Linked DNA regions of Anas platyrhynchos: region 2 is linked to region 1. Evidence: chromatin contacts called from public Hi-C data. All regions are on one chromosome and are shown on one strand. Each heading gives the region's core, a stretch centred on a gene start, on an enhancer-like site or on the middle of the called end of the contact. The rest is flanking DNA. Distances are from core to core; before and after follow the strand shown. Region 1 holds the start of LOC101791793 (dystroglycan 1-like). Region 2 overlaps ITPR2 (inositol 1,4,5-trisphosphate receptor type 2).

Region 1 (4,027 bases), core at 607-3,106:
TGAAGGAAAAAAAAAAAAAAAAGGAGGGGGGAGGTAGAGGGGGAGAGAGATATCAAACCATTAAAGACATTTTGATATTTAAGATCCAGCTCTGATTTTAGAGCCCAGCTCTATCTGTAATATTTTTATGCACTCATCTCAGGCAACTTGCAATTGTAGCTTACTTGAGGGAGGCACCTAATTAAGTCTTTTAAGGCACCTAATGAAGTTTCCCAGACAAGCTGGAGACACCCATGACACCCCTTACCTTGTGGATAGTCACATTTGAAACAGCTTAGATATTTCTTGGGCACAACAGCATTTCAAAATGTTTGGATGTACAAAAAACAGCGTTATTGGCTTAAGAGTTGATGAGAGAGAGCCAGTACAGCTTATTTTGACAATACCTGCACACAAGAATTGATTTATTGCTGCTAGTGCTTTGTTTTATTTTGCCTATAGCAAATGCCAGAGTACTAGATGATTTCTTGATAGCTAGCTAGCTGTGGGCACTCATTTTGCCTCTTTTATCATCATGGGAGTTAACTCTATACACTGTTGTTTTAAACAATCGGTTGGCATTAGTGTCATACAGAATATTAAGCACCTGGGGAAAAAAAAAAAAAAAAAAGAATATCATGGACCCGGGAGGTGGGGGGGTGGCTGACAAAGAGAAATGTGCATGAAATTGAAATGTACAGTTTGATTGAGAATGAGAAAAAGAGAACACAGAGCATTCATTGCTGCTCTACCCACTTTATTCAGCCTGGTTGGTATGAACAGGAAATTATGGCTAAATTCATAACACCTACTTTTATGAAGGTCTTTCCACAGGAGGTAAACATATTTTTCCTGACAGGAGAGATGGCTCTGAAATGAAGAGCTCTCACAAGTGACCTTTTGAGGTTTTCACTAGGGCACGGGGGTGAACTTTGCATTGTCACTATCTACAGACACACAGTCCCTCACATTATAACATGCACGCACGGGCAGCGGCTGGCTCACTTGCTGTTTGATACATCAGAATTTAGAAGAACTAATATATGCATTAATTCAAGTAGTTAAATAATATCTGGTTAGCTATAATAATGTCTTGAAAGAAACAAACTTAGAAATAATGAAAACTGAAGTTATTTATGAATTAATTATTTAAGTAAAAGGAACTTAGATTAAAGAAGTAGCCTGGATGCCCTTCAAACTGTGGCACAATACAACAGCTATGTAAATAAACTTCTGAGAGCTGCTCCAAGCCATTCAAGTGAAGGTATTTTTGCTTGCGATACATTCAAGCCTTTTGAAATAAGTTTTCAACTGTTTAACAACCAAAGTTGTTCATTCAGAGAGCCAAATATGAGGACTCAACCAAAGCAGAAAGTACAATGTTCCTTTCTTTGAAAACATCTATCCAAAATGGAAGCTTTATTTAGAGAGCTCAGGAAGTTTATGCATTGCCTTCTATTAGCTCACAACCACAGAGCAAGCATCAGGAAGTGCACAAAAATGAACTTACTATTCCCATGTGGAACAAGTGCCAACAGTTACACCAAGTTTGCTTTCAACCTCACAGAACTCACTGCCAGCCCCTGGAGACTTGTTAATCAGGCACTGTCTCCTGGGGTTTCTTGCTGCTTGGCTGCCTGAAAATGATGCCTTTTCCTACAAAGCAAAGACATAAACATACCTTGTTTGATTTTTCTCTTTTGCCAGCTCTCATGACTTTGGAAAGTTCAAACCTGAAAACACAGGGAAAAAGATGAATCTTCTTTGTAGGATGAAAAAAGAAAATAGCCTCCATTTCAGCTGCATTTTCTGCTTTTTTCTTCAGCCCTAGCCCACTCCTAACCAGGACCTACCCAACAGAAGAATCAGTACACCTGTAGAGCATGGTGACTGTAACTACAGACCATTCGTGCTTTGAGCCCAGTCTGTATTACTGTGTTATGAGCTGAAAGGCTGACCCTACTACAGTGTGGATAGAACGTACTTAATTGTCCTGGTTTCAGTTAGCACAGAATTAATTTTCTTCCTAGTAGCTGGTGGAATGCTGTGTTTTGGCTTAGGATGAGAAGAGTGCTGATAACACCCCGATGCTTTAATTGTTGCAGAGCAGTGCTTATACTAAGCCAAGGACATCTCAGCCTTTTGCTCTGTCCTGCCAACGGGCAGGCTGGGGGTGCAGTAAGAACTGGGAGGGGACAGACCCAGGACAGGTGACCCAAACTAGCCAAAGGGGTATTCCATACCATCTGACGTCATGCTAAACAATATATAGGGGTGGCTAGCCGGGGGGAGGGGGCCGGACTGCTCGGGGTTAGGCTGGGCATCGGTCAGCGAGTGGTGAGCAATTGCATTGTGCATCACTTGTTTGTACATACTATTATTACTTTCCTATTATCACCATTGTATTATTATTGTTATTATTTTATTATTATTTTGTTATTATTATTTTCCTGTCTTATTAAACTGTCTTTATCTCAACTCACGGGCTTCACTTTCCATTTCTCTCCCCCGTCCCAGAGAGGGAGGGGGGAGGGTGAGCGAACGGCTGCGTGATGTTTAGCTGCCGGCCGGGTTAAACCACGACATTAATATACAACACTTCCTTAAAATAATTATGTACAAAGCCCTATGAGCAACAATGAGCGTTTTGATTATCATTTCTTGATGAAAATCAGTATCTTAACTTTGGAAGAAAAAAAGTTATTGAAGTTTCACCAAAATTTCCACAATGAAGATCTTAAGCAAAACAAAAGGTCTTAAGAAAAAGGCCTTAAAAAAAAACAGGTCTTAAAAAAAAATAAATAAGAAAAACAATAGGCCTAGTATGAAGCCTACAATGCAGTTATATTTGCAAGCTGGATAAGGTGTACCTGAGGGGAGTAACTCCCTACCTTTCTTAATTCTTTTTTATCACACAGAGAATGAGGAAAGATGTTGCAAACACATAGAAGTTTGTAATTTAGGACTGCTTAAAAAGCCTTCTGCTTTTAACATTTTTTCCAATTTTTTTTTCATTATTTAAAACTTTTGTTGTTGTTTAAATACTTCTCTTTTGTAGGAAATGTCTCATTTTACCAATACAGTGAGCATATTACACCTTATACACACACACACAAATAAATTAAGGACTATGCCAGCTGTTGCTGTTTTCTTTGTGCATTTTGTTTTGTTTTTGTTTGTTTGTTTTGTTTTGTTTTTAAACATATTAAAAATTACCAGGTGGAAATGAAAATTGTGGTTCATTTTGTTCATACAGCTGTCACAAGGCCCATCTTTGCTGGGCTATGCTAGTGTTTCAAGACTTTGGGATGAAGCACATTGCATTTCCTGGTCTGTTACAATGCTTGCTGGTAAGTACAGCTGGGTTTGGGCAAGGAAGAGGCAAGAAAAGACAAGCTTTTCTCAGGAATCGCAGTCATTTCTTGTGATTGCTGAGACCACAGGTCTTCATCATAGGACTATTCTAACTTTCAGGTGGGTAAAATAGACTGAAAATATATATCAGGAAGGTGAACATGGGTCTTTATATACATTTAAGTCAGTAGTATTTGGCCCTGCACAGAAGTAATTTAGGGAAATCAGGAGGAACTAAGATCCAGTTAAAGAAATAACTCCTCTTGCTCACCTCTCTCTTAAAGCACAGTGCCAAATTTTTGACGTGCCGCAGGAATGTGCTAGGAAAGAAAACTTAGAGATCAATAAGGATTTATTTTTATATTGGTTAAAATGCTAGAAAATCTTCTGATAGGGAAATACAAGAAATCCTCTTCAAAGGTGTCAGCCACCATGACCTCATGCGATCAGCATTTGCATTTGGGTTGAGATCTTCAAAAATCTCTTCTACCTCTATCTGTCCCTGTATGGAGGAAGTGCTCTGTTTGAATATCTTGTCAACTGATTTCTGTCATCTCAGCCCAGTTGTACCCAGGAAATAAGAGCACAAATAAAAAGAGATGAATTAGAAAAAGACTTCAAGCGAACAAACAATGTGTTACTGACATCATCAAAAACACTACTGCAGGTTTGTATCCCCAGACTGGAAACTTTC
Region 2 (4,147 bases), core at 1,444-3,943, 56 kb before region 1:
TTACGAGATTTGTTGTCAGTCATCATCAATTTCAATTTCCTATATTGCACATGAACTCAAATATAAGCACTCAGAACTCAGGATATGTGACCGTAATTCTATTGGCTTTGAAAAATTGCACCATTTACATCAGGTCTGAATTTGACCCTTTGTCATTTCAGTACAGCTAAATATAGTAAGAAAACATCCTCTCTCCACACGCTCACAGCAATAAAGCATCTCTTCAGTGTACATCCTACACCAACTTCATAAAATAGTAATAGATACGGGGAGATGTATGACGATATCAAGAGGCTATAATGATTCACGTTGTGGTTAAGTATTTTCACTGAACCCTGGCCTTCACGTACTAAAATATTTATAAAAAGCAAAAAAATACCTCTATTTCCCACAGTGCCTTAGAACTTGTTGCAGAGGTAGCTGACTGACGCAATGTAGTACGAAGGAAAATATGTTGTTTCTTCTCATATTCGTCACAGGTCAGAAACTTCTCTTGTTCTGCATGAAACAACCTAACAACATCTCCCTAAAGTGATACGAAAAAGAAGCATTATTAAGTGGTATGGAAAGCTGCTGGACTCATCCTCTATATCTGTACTAGCTTCAGTGATGCCATCATAGTTAATGCTAAGCAAATGTTTATTAGTTTCCTGTTGCCAGAGCAGATACCAAGTGCAGAATATATAACCTCAGCACTGAGTCTGGAAATCTAGTATAAAATGCAGTAATTCATTCCTGCATGACATCCATGTGCTTTTATGAAAATACAACTTGATTCAGAGCACTATAACAAACAGCATATAACAGTTAACCCAAAGGTGATTTTTAATTTTAGCTAACTTTACTAAATGGGTTTTTCATTTATGATCTGTCTAGCGATATTTAGGGAAACCAGCTTTCTGTGAAGGCACAGTACAGCTATACGTCATAGCTCATAGTTCCTTTCATTGTTCCTGTAATACATTCTATACTAGAGAGCCAAACCTCACTAACCCTCACTAGACCTGTTCTGACAGGGGCATTAGTATCGTATGCTTTGGTAGGCTCAAGAAATCTCAAAGCCTCCTCTGTCACCTTCCTTCATCCACTCAGACTTTCCACGACTCATTCCCCAACTCCAGCCTCTTCTCAGGCTTCCCTGTCACAAGACAGGCTCTATTCCATTGGCATCATTTTTGTTTCATTCTACATCTCCCCAGAGCTTGAAGCACTATGCCCAAATAGGTCTACACAGATACGCCCTTTCAAATTCTTCCTCAAAACCTAGTGATACCCTCAATACCTACCCAAAACAGACAGCTGTTAATGACTTATTAAGGTACAAGCGAGAATAAAAGAAATTTATTTATTCCAAATGAAAATATAAGTGATCTGGAGACACAAAGCTGTGCAATCCATCAGCTTATAAAGCTATATTGTCTTATTACAGCTATTGTCATCTTTCATACTTCACTCTCTTCTGTACCTTGTTATACCTGCTTTTAGCATCTTGGCCTGAACTAAAACATCACAGCTATTCTGTACAGAGCACTCATCATTCTGGGCTTGAACTTCATCGTTTCTCAAGGATCCTCAGTTGTCCCTGGAAGGGGGAAGAGGCTGGAAGTTCGCATGATCCAGGCAATTCCACTGGGTAAGATAGCAACACAAAGGAAAAATACTCTGGCTGGTGTAGGGCAGTAGTAAGGGATCTTTGATGGTTCCATGAAGTTCTCAGTTTCATTTTATTTACTAGAGAACTAATATTTCTATACAGTCAAATAAGGTATGATTTCTGAAATTCAAAAATAATAACAATATATTATACTTACTCCTTTCAGTACATCGTCTCGGTAACTACTGAACTTCATGAACAAAGTTATTTTCCAGCTTGTGTTACAGTTGACAGCATTTACCTTTGAGAAAAAACACAAGTGGAGAATTATAAGGGTTGGTTGGGTTTGGTCTTTTTTTTTTTTTTTTTTTTTTTAAAAAGCATTCTATTCTTCTAGAAGAACACACCACTCTCAGGGTAGCAGGGAACATGGCTTAGTTACAGACACATACAGTACCAAACATGGATCCTGAAGCTCTCAATACTTCATAATGATGTCGATGTTGGAGAAGATTCAGTGGGCAAAATGCTATTCTGTCTATTTACAATCACCCAAAGACAACCTGAATAGCTTCTGGAGGAGGACTTACTCTTGCTCATACCAGTGAGCATTTCAGAAACTCATACAAACCACACGAAACTCTCAGAGACAGGAAAATTTGTGCCAAGAATAAGTACATTTCATCTTTTTTTTTTTTTTTGAGGCCAAGCTGGAACCAATGATTAAACATAATTAAACTGGTACTGAACCTATGCTGGGGTTCTGGTATTATACCACAGGGCATAATACATCTCAGATTGACAATTACCTGTCCCCCAATCAACTCACCTCTTTGCAGCCAGGGTTATCTAGAAGTTCAATGTTGCTAGCATGCAGAGGCTGCCCTGCATTGACTGGCATCAGTACAACTTTATCTCCCACAACAACCTGGAAGTCAGAAATAAAACATAATTTTGGCCTATGTAATTATCCAATAAAATGAAATAATGTTGCATTTTTAAAAAGTGACTCAAATGCATGCTCTAGGAATGGCACTTGGTGAACTTATCTGCAGACAATTCACACACACATGGAATCTCTTTATTGGCCAGTTCTGTTCATGCGTGCCTCTGCAATTGCTTGGGTTTGAAACTTGACACTAATGAGTCCTTGCATTCTCAGTAAGCATGTCACCCAGTTCAGCAGAAACTCAAGACCATGAAATGGATATATGAACCTCTGAATTCCAGGAGCAGATCAGTTAATCTACAATTTGCATTAAGTACTATTTATCCCATATATACTCCCAGCCAAAATGCAGAGAAAACTCAGAAAACAACCTGTAGTAAGATAGGATTGTTTTCCCTCTGTTGCTGTCAACCAGCATCTTCCATCAATGTTTTTCATTTCACAAAAGCCTTAAGAAATTGCCTGTGAAAAGGCTTTTTTAGCCCAATGACTCCCCATTTTGTGTGCCATCTTCTGGCAAATGTCAGGACAGGCTCAAGAGTTCTCTGATTCAGACTACAGAACTGCAAACTAGTAAGGAACATAGACCACTGGAAATTCAGAGAGAGGTGAACACACTCTATCCCCTTTCCTGTTACTCCCTAAATGATGTTTGGTGCTCAGCACAGGTACTGGATACAGCAGCTGAGAGATCTTCACTCTACAAGATGAAGTCCTAGACTCCTTGCAAGCAAATTCCTGTGCCCTTGGAATTACTTAGTTATATAGACAAGGAGAAGAAATACATGAAAATGTCTCTGACCTAAAAAGTCCTTGAGATATGCATATGAGGAATTCAGTTCACACCTAGGAGGGGGGGAAAAAAATGAATACACACAAATTGGTTGGCATTGGTCCTGATTTGTTATGTTGTTCCCAGCAATTTTAAGTGCACACACACAAAGACAAGAAGTGGCTAAATGTGATTTTTGCTATATGAAATGCTGCAGAAGCCATGCTTTTTTGGAACACATGTAAATAAAAATGTTTTTTCTGCGTTGATCAGCAGAGCCCAATCCAGACTTATGTAACTTCAATGAAGATGAATTTGGTCCACTTATTGCAGTGGGTGAAAAAAAAGGTTTTCTGTTCTTTACAAACACAGGTAAAATAAACGGTAGCAAAAGACAGTGTCATCATGCTCAGACTACATGTAACAATCCTACTTGGTCTAAGTAATAAGAAAAGTTCACTAACGGAACCAAAAAAAATGATGACAGGGTGCCTTTACAGAACCTTACTTATACAATACATTCCTGCATGCCATGCTTCACACAGATGTTACTTACAGCCCGTTTTAAGAAGTTAAGACCAGACAATTCATTAATCAAAAAAACATCAGGCTTGCATCCTGCAAAGTGGAATCAGGACTTCAAAATTATTGAAAGTACACCTGGACAATAATAACAGTGAGAGAACAGCACATCATTGAGCATCCTATTTAAAAAAATAAAAACAGACGAAGGGTAAGATATCTTTTAATGCTTCCTGTGGTTATCATGGAGGCAACCAGTAGAAAGGAGAACTACACAGCTACTCTGCTCCACAGAAGGAACTGTTATGTG

Evidence for each region. Hi-C and Micro-C count contacts between places; a contact is called where the count stands out from the background.
Region 2: a Hi-C map of skeletal muscle shows a contact between it and region 1, with 2.6 times the contacts expected there. The contact joins the enhancer-like site here to the promoter of LOC101791793 in region 1. A contact is called at or near these places in 2 of 8 Hi-C or Micro-C datasets (liver and skeletal muscle).

Annotation. Positions count from the first base shown.
Region 1 is chr1:74,998,021-75,002,047 of IASCAAS_PekinDuck_T2T, reverse strand. LOC101791793 (dystroglycan 1-like) reads left to right here and starts at 1,856. Exons shown (of 5, transcript XM_038173047.2): 1 at 1,856-2,316; 2 at 3,236-3,329. It overlaps LOC140003136 (a long non-coding RNA gene), which reads right to left. Exons shown (of 3, transcript XR_011811158.1): 3 at 3,829-4,027.
Region 2 is chr1:75,054,862-75,059,008 of IASCAAS_PekinDuck_T2T, reverse strand. ITPR2 (inositol 1,4,5-trisphosphate receptor type 2) reads right to left here. Exons shown (of 57, transcript XM_072041998.1): 6 at 2,424-2,522; 7 at 1,812-1,895; 8 at 380-526. Among named protein-coding and RNA genes, the nearest start is that of ITPR2, 52 kb to the right of the region's middle. Within about 2 kb of position 2,693, at least 1 of the 8 cell types and tissues checked has an H3K27ac peak or open chromatin away from gene starts, as enhancers often do.